Linked DNA regions of Mus musculus: region 2 is linked to region 1. Evidence: chromatin contacts called from public Hi-C data. All regions are on one chromosome and are shown on one strand. The core of a region is the stretch at or near the end of the contact, and the rest is flanking DNA. Distances in the headings are between cores, read along the strand shown. Region 1 holds the start of Utp15 (UTP15 small subunit processome component). Region 2 holds the start of Gtf2h2 (general transcription factor II H, polypeptide 2).

Evidence for each region. Hi-C and Micro-C count contacts between places; a contact is called where the count stands out from the background.
Region 2: a contact with region 1 is called in a Hi-C map of muscle stem cells, with 3 times the contacts expected there. The contact joins the promoter of Gtf2h2 here to the promoter of Utp15 in region 1. A contact is called at or near these places in 2 of 39 promoter capture datasets (both in liver), 2 of 484 Hi-C or Micro-C datasets (CD4 T cells and muscle stem cells), 1 of 115 datasets of contacts at active chromatin or transcription factors (thymic regulatory T cells) and 1 of 9 other capture datasets (adipose tissue).

What each region holds. Positions count from the first base shown.
Region 1 is chr13:98,260,780-98,264,759 of GRCm38.p6, forward strand. It overlaps Utp15 (UTP15 small subunit processome component), which reads right to left and starts at 2,213. Exons shown (of 13, transcript NM_178918.3): 1 at 2,096-2,213; 2 at 20-191. The coding sequence starts at 109. It overlaps Ankra2 (ankyrin repeat, family A (RFXANK-like), 2), which reads left to right and starts at 2,297. Exons shown (of 8, transcript NM_001271388.1): 1 at 2,297-2,697.
Region 2 is chr13:100,490,920-100,494,899 of GRCm38.p6, forward strand. Gtf2h2 (general transcription factor II H, polypeptide 2) reads right to left here and starts at 1,690. Exons shown (of 16, transcript NM_022011.4): 1 at 1,538-1,690.

The DNA of each region.
Region 1 (3,980 bases), core at 963-3,462:
ATTTCCTCTCATACTTTACCTTATAGTTGTTCCAGTACAGAGTGTCTTGGGTGATCTTCTCACCAAGTACAGGATATGTTTGAATCGCTACAGGTTTATAGCCGGCCATGGTTTCATATAAGTGCGCTGTTATCCTAGGGTCAGGAGTCTGGAACTAATTTCACAATAACTTCAGTGACTCTGCCTCAGGCCTGGAAAAAGAACAAATTTTAAAGCACAGATTGTTTATAAGCTTTCCTATGCAAGGATGATTTTCATTCTACTTTCTTTCAAAAGGCTGTGTGGAACTTTATAGACTAATGACCAATAAACCATCTCATTGAAATCATGGAAGAGACACTTGAAGCATAGAGATCTGGGGTACCATACTGGCCCATCTATATACATATATACATTTACATACACACACACACACACACACACACATATATAATATATACATACACACACATATATATATAATACATACATACACACACACACACACACACACACACACACACACACATATATGCTGCATATGTATGTCCTTAAACCTCCCAGAGCAGGCGGCAATGCTTGAGAGTAAATAAGACTTAGCCTTCCAGTAGTTGAAACCAGAAAAGCATGCAGGGCTGGAACATTCACTTTCTTGTCAAAGGAAAGAATACAGAACTAGAAACACAACAGACTGACCTGACTTCCTAAAAGACAAAAGAAGCAAGGAAAACAAAGTTAATCTTTAAGTGTAGAGGCTTAAGATGAAATTAGAGATAATGTGCTGGCATCAGACATAAAATTAAACGTGAAAGGTTCAAACTGTAGGAAAGAAAACCTAAACAGAGGAAACTTAAAAGTGACAGAAGAAGAAAAAAAGAAGGAGAAGAAGAATCTAAGTTCTTAACACGAGAAGCATTCAACTGAAGACAGTCGGGAGTATCAGATGGACGATTATATCGACGATACTCTCTGTCCACTCTGAAAAGCCTGCACAGCCGACATCAGCAGCACCAAAGCAATCAGTTTAACTTATTCTAATTGCTATTTTGATGAAGCAGAGCAAACCAAGGTTCATTCACTTCACACTCACTTTTGCTTTAACATACCAGGAATGCCCTTTCACTACGTACTTCCTATTTAAGGTCAGCACAGGAAGTCATTCTGTCCCTCAGAAATCCCTCTCTGCCTTCCAACAGGTGTTCTCAAACACTATCAAGGGCCAGATGGTAAATATTTTAGGTCTGGCCAACCAACCGACAAAGCAGAAGATATTCTATAGTTAATGACATGGCAAGAAATTTTTTCACTAGTACTCACAAACGCATTTGTTGTTGTTGAAAGGAAATACAATTCTTTGAGGTCAAGGCCTATTTCATTTAGTTTCAAGCCAAATCACTGTACATAAGACAGTATGTTTATCTGCAAAAACCATTATTGGCTCACTAGATAAAAACAGGCACCGGAATAGATCTGTCCCAGGAATAGTACCTCCTAAGTCTATTTTTCAAGAAATGAAAGGTTTTCGAGGAAAGAAGTGAGAAGTAGCGCTGGCTTGCTAAGTTACACAAATGAAGAACAGCATTGGCGGGGACGTGCAAGGGAAGACAGAACAAGCAATGAGATGCTATGAAAACGAATGTTAGGAAAATCACTGGACCAAGTCAGGACCTAAGAAACTGGGATTCACGGAATAACAGGCATTACGACACAAGGTGTGATCAAATAAACCCTGAAGGGTACTGAGAACATGTAAGAGGGAGATGTTTAATTCTACCTGGACATAATGTCATTTCAGCGGGGTCTCTAAGCATAATGTGGCACGATGGGCACAAAAGAAGCAGAGCGGAGGTGCAGAGAGGGACGAATACCCAGCCATCCTCAAATCACTAAAACAGAATTCTGTCCTTGGCCTTGGAGAAGAGATTGCTCCAGGGACTGACAGAGGTGGCTAGGAGAGCGACTACAGAGGAGCAAAGCCTGGGTCAAAATTAAATCGCGGAGGCAGATAAGTTCAGTGATCTCCGGGGGAAGCCCCAGAACAGACGTCCAGGATGTCAGAGATCACAGTGAGGACTGAGCAGAGCCTGGGCCGCCACCGGGAGCCGCCATCGCCTACCTCCGCGGGGCCCCGAGGGTCCACCGAGGCACCGATCCCCAGGACGACTCCCCAGACTTCGCCAGCTCCCTACAGCATACCGCTCTGCAGCACTCGCTCAAAATCACGCGGACAGTCCAGGAGCCGGAAACGCGGAGGCGCAGAGGCGCGTCGCGGGAAGATGACGTGCAGCGCAGGCGCAGAAGGTTTACGACCCAAAGAACTACAAGAAAGCGCCCTGGTGGGCGGGGCCCTGGGCGGGGCCCCGGGCCGCTCTCCAATGACCCGGAACTGAGGCGATCCATGGTTCTCCGAGAGGATGGGCTACGGGGCGCTAGGGAAACAAGAAGCGATCCCTGGGAGTCGTCTCGCCTTCACCGAACGCTCTGGGCTTTTTCCAGAGGAGATAAAAGATAGGAAGTGACGTCTGGGCCCGAAGCAGGCCCGGGGCTCGGGACCGATCTGGCTAGGCCAGGCCAGAGCCGCTCTCCCGCTGAGCTCAGGGCGCGTGTACCACCCGCCTGACCGGCCCCTGTCCCCGGATCCGCTCGCCGCGTCGGAGCGGGAGCGGGTGTCACCCCGCGGCCGTAGAGCGGGAACGCCCGCCCGGACACCTGTCGCCCGTGAGACGCCTTTCGTTTTTTATAGCACCTTTGCCCCCACTGTAGGACAATTTCAAGAATTAGGAAGAACCCGAAGCCTCTGTGATTAGCTTCCATTGGGGACTGTGCCCCCTGCTTGCATTATACTCTCCCTTCCCAGGCGTCTGGCTGGCGAGCCTACCCACCCTTTCTTTCTTAACTCTTTCTCACCATCTCTGTCATTTCGTTTTTTCCCTCCCTTGTGCTTCAAGTCTTGGCGAATCAACAGTCTTTGCTTATCTCTGTAATCCAGTCTAGATAACCGTTCCCTTTTCCTTTCCTGTTCTCTGGTCAAAGACTGGTAATTCCGTCTATTGAAACCTATTGTTCTATAGGGGTCCGCAAAGAGGTGACTATTTTAACCCCATTTTAGGAAGGATTGAGTCTCGGGAAACTCGTGATTTGCATGTCTAGCACATCGAATTAGTTGGTGTTGAAAATAAATTATCAGACCCAATTAGAAAATATGGGAAAGAAACTGTAAAAAAAAAAATTGTCCAAATTAAGATCAGAAAATATGAGGCACTAGGTAGGTTTTGTGTGCGGTGGCTCCTAAGAGTGATCTTAAACCAGGTGAGGGAGGTGGTACACACCTTTAATCCCAGCACTCCGGAGTCAGAGTCGAGGCTACAAAATAAGTAAGACCTCGTGTCAAAAGAAAAAAGATCTCCATCTGGCAGTTTTTTCCCCCTTTAATGGGAGCTTGAAAGGAAGTTTTCAAGAGAATAGCACTGGACATCCCCTGGGAGAACTGGGGAGGAGAGGGGGTGGAGTTGCGGCTCAACCCACACGTGCCTAGAAGAAATTGTTCTTTCCTTAGAAACAGTTCCCATTGAGTGCTATAAACTAACTTTCTGTTCCTGTGGCCTTCTGACAAAATGTAGCAACTTTGTTATGTGATACTTTGTGTGACTGTAGTGTCTTCATGTCTCTCCTGGAAGTTTTGTATTCTTGTATTGCTGCTTACTTACTGACCTCAGTGATGGAGTTGATAGAGCAACATATGTTTCTCCGGATTCAGGAGCTTTCTTTTTCCACTGAGATGAATGTTACTCACCCATTCTACTCAGAAGGCCGTGATAAGGACCAGTGGTTTTTAAAAAGAAGTTTTTGAGATAAAGTCTCTCTATTAAGTAGCTCTAACTGTCCTAGAACTTACTGTGTAGACCAGGCTGACCTCAAACTCCCAGAGATGTGCCTGCCTCTGCCTTCCAAGTGCAGAGCTTAAAGGTGTGTGCCCCTCACACCTGGCTTGTGTAATGTTT
Region 2 (3,980 bases), core at 440-2,939, 2.2 Mb after region 1:
CAGTCTGGTCTACTAACAGAGTCTAGGACAACCAGGGCTCTGTTACACAGAGAAACTCTGTCTCGAAAACCAAAAAAGTAAAAAAATTAAAAGGATGAGCCCTTAGAAGAGGGAACAAAATACCCATGGGAGGAGTTAAAGAGACAAAGTTCGGAGCAGAGACTGAAGGAATGACCATCCAGAAACTGCCCCACCTGGGGATCCATCCCATATACAGTCACCAAACCAAGATACTATTGCAGATGCCAACAAGAGCTTGCTGACAGGAGCCTGATATAGCTGCCTCCTGAGAGGCTCTGCCAGTGCCTGCCAAATACAGAAGTGGATGCTCACAGCCATCCATTGGACAGAGCACAGGGTCCTCAATGAAGGAGCTAGAGAAAGTACCCAAGGAGCTGAAGGGGTGTGCAAGCCCCCTAGGAGGAACAACAATATGAACTAACCAGTACCCCCAGAGCTCCCAGGGACTAAACCACCAACCAAAGAGTACACATGGTGGGACTCATGGCTCTAGCTGCATAGGATGGCCTAGTTTGTCATCAATGGGAGGAGAGGCCCTTGGTCGTGTGAAGACTCTAAGCCCCAGTATAGGGGAATGTCAGGGCCAGGAAGCAGGAGTGGGTGGGTTGGTGAACAGGGGAAGGGGTAGGAAATAGGGGGTTTTCGGAGGGGAAACCAGGAAAGGGGATAACATTGGAACTGTAAATAAAAAAAAAATAATAATTTTAAAAAATAACAAAACTATGAGCCTGGCTGTGGTGGAGCACACCTTTAGTCCCAGCACTCGGAAGGCAGAAGCAGGCAGATCTCTAAAGTTCAAGGCCACCCTAGTCTACAAAGTGAGTTCCAGGACTGCCAACACTACACAGAGAAACCATCTCCAAATTAATTAATTAATTAATTAAAAATAAATAAAATTTCTGTTCAGGATGAGCAGAGTGGAATACACCTGTGATCCCAGCACACGTGTGTGCGTGTGCACACACAGTTCGCATAATATTACTTTTAAGCTTTTTAAATGTTGCTCCACCGCATCAACATTTGCTTTATATTTTACTCTTCTATTACTCTCTTAAATTCAGAGAAAATGAGAAGCAACGAGTAAACGCCGCACACTTTTTGGCTGGGTATACGGGGCCTCTTTATGATGGAGAATCCAACCGGGGAGAAGTTAGAAGTCCCCACGCCGCAGCCAGATCACCCGTTTCTTAGACTTTCCGTCATCACACCCAGCCGCCCCGGGAGATGCTCACGGTGAGCTCCTCGCGTGCACCCGCGAGCCGCAGCGCGCATGGCCACTGCGGAGGCTCTGCCTCGCCTTACCCTGCCTGGCCCGAGGTCAAGGGTGATTTACTGTCCCCCGTGTTCAGAGAGGGACAGCTCGGGGCTGCAAACTCGCTTCGGGCCACACAGACTCACGGCAAACGGCAGCCCTGCAGCGAGAACTTTCCTCAGGCGGAAGCTGCCGCGCTCCCTGCACACGCCCCCACCCCCTCCGCCCTCCAGGTCCCCCCCGAGGCCAACCCGGGCTTTGCACCTCGGTCCTCAGCTCCAGGCTTCTTCTCCTGTCCGCCTCACTCCAGCCCTCCACAGCCTCAGGACCCCGCAGGTCTCCTCGCGTAGACCCACCAGCCTCGACGAGACGACCCTCACCGGAAGTACCGGCAGTCTGAGTGCGCCGCCAAAATTCTTCCGCAGCGCGCTGGAGCCACGGGAAAAAAAAAATGTTCCGGCGGCAGAGGGCAGCTGCTGCCAGAAGAGGGAGCTAGGGAGCAAGTGGTGCCCAAGAGCGTAACTGCCTTCCAGTTCACCAATATTTCTGCTGTGGGGTGCATTTCTATAGACCAAACAGCTAAAACTACAAGTTCTGGATACGTTATACATGCGTTTAGGGAGGTTTTTTTTTGTCCGTGGGTTTTGTTTTGTTGGGTTTTGTTTAGTATCTGGATGTTTTTGCCTGCGTGCATGTCTGTGCACCATGTTCGTGCCTAGTTGGGGCAGGGGACGGAAGATGGCATCTGATCCCCTGGAACTGAAGTTACAGATGTTTGCTATCTGCCATGTGGATGATGGAAATCAAATCCGGACCCTCTGGAATAGCAACAAGTGCTCTTAACTGCATAGCCATAGCCCCACCTGCCGCCCCACCCCCACGAGCGCCAAGCATGCTCTTTAACCCAAAAATAAGAGGATTCCCCCAATAAAATAAAAATACATCTAAGCATATTTGTGAATAGAAGTAAGACACATTCGAACTTTTCCCACTCATAACTTTGGCTCTGTAAAATAGTCTTAGAAACTAAGACTGAGCTAGGAAGACGAAGGGCACCATTCTCTGACTTTTTTTTTTAAAAAACAATTTTCCTGCTAAGTCACTCACTCTCTTCTGTAGTTCTCTTGAACACAAGGAATGGCAAGACTGATCTGTAAACATCCTTATGACGTGGAACCGAGACTACTCCCAAGCAAAGAGCAAGCCTGGCAGGACAGATCACCTCCCACATGAGGGCAACTACGTATGGTGGGGAGGCTGAAAGCTGGCGCTGGGGTAACTACCTCGCCATAAACAGTCTGCCTCGGAGTAATGACATCACTAGCAAGGTCTCCAGAAACCCTTGCGAAACAAGGCCTTTGTTGGCATAAGTGATCAGACCCATGCCTTGACCAGATCACCTGACCAGACCACAGGCTCTGTCATCTATGCACACCACAAGCCCCTCCCATTTCCCTTTTCTATAAAATGTCAAAGTTCATCTCAGCCCCTCGAAGACAGACTTGGTATATGCAAACCCCTTTATCTGTTTTTCTCATCATGGCCACCTTAATAAAACCCTTTTCTCTGTCATTCATCATTACGTGTCTCTTTGGCAAACTGAGACGCGTGGCCAGACAAGTCTGCTAGGACTGCTGGAACAGGGGGTTTTTATTAAAACTTTGTTAACAGGGTACCAAAGCAAAACAAAATGTGCACAGAAATCATGGTAGTCTCAGTATAACTATGACTAATATTCCAATCACATATAAAGTAACAATAAAATTATCTTACCTAGTGAAATACCTTTTCAAGCTGTGAAACTAAGAACAACCGTAAAGAAAGAATTGAATAAAACCTGGGTGTGGTGGTACATACCGATTATACCAGAACTAGGGAGATTGAAGCAGGATTACAAGCCCAAGACTGGCCTGGGCTGTATTATAAGACCTCGTGTAAGTCCCTCTCTATTCCTCTCTCTTTCCCTCTCCCTCCCTGAGTGTGGTGTGTGTGTGTCCATAGCTGGCTGGCACAATGAAGTTAGAAAATCTGGGAACAGCTTGGGTAGTGTAACTGAAATACAAAAAGCGTTTAATTTGAAAGGCTGCAAGAAAGTGAGCCTTAACAACCCAATACTTTTTTGTTTTGTTTTTTGTTTGGTGTACACGGGGTTTCTTTGTGTAGTCCTGGCAATCCTAGAACTAGCTCTGTAAATTAGACTGGCCTTGAACTCACAGAGATTTGCCAACCTTAGCCTCTGTTAGGGTTAAAAAAGATTTAATTAGGGCTGGTGAGATAGCTCCGTGATTAAAAGCACTGGCTGCTCTTCCAGAGATCCTGAGTTCAATTCCCAGCAACCACATGGTGGCTCACAACCATCTGTAGTGGGATCGGACGCCCTCTTCAGGCAGGCGGATGTATATGCAGCAGAGCACACAGACATTAAATAAAAATTTTAAAAAAGACCTAGTTAAGCAGGTGGTGTGGTGGCGTGTGCCTTTAATCCCACCACTCGGGAGGCAGAGGCAGGCGGGTTTCTGAGTTCGAGGCCAGCCTGGTCTACAAAGTGAGTTCCAGGACAGCCAGGGCTACACAGAGAAACCCTGTCTCGAAAAAAAAAAAATTAGTTATGCATACTCTATCTGCATGTACACCTGCATGCCAGAAGAGAGCATTAGATCCCATTATGGATCCACCATGTGGTTGCTGGGAATTAAACTCAGGACTT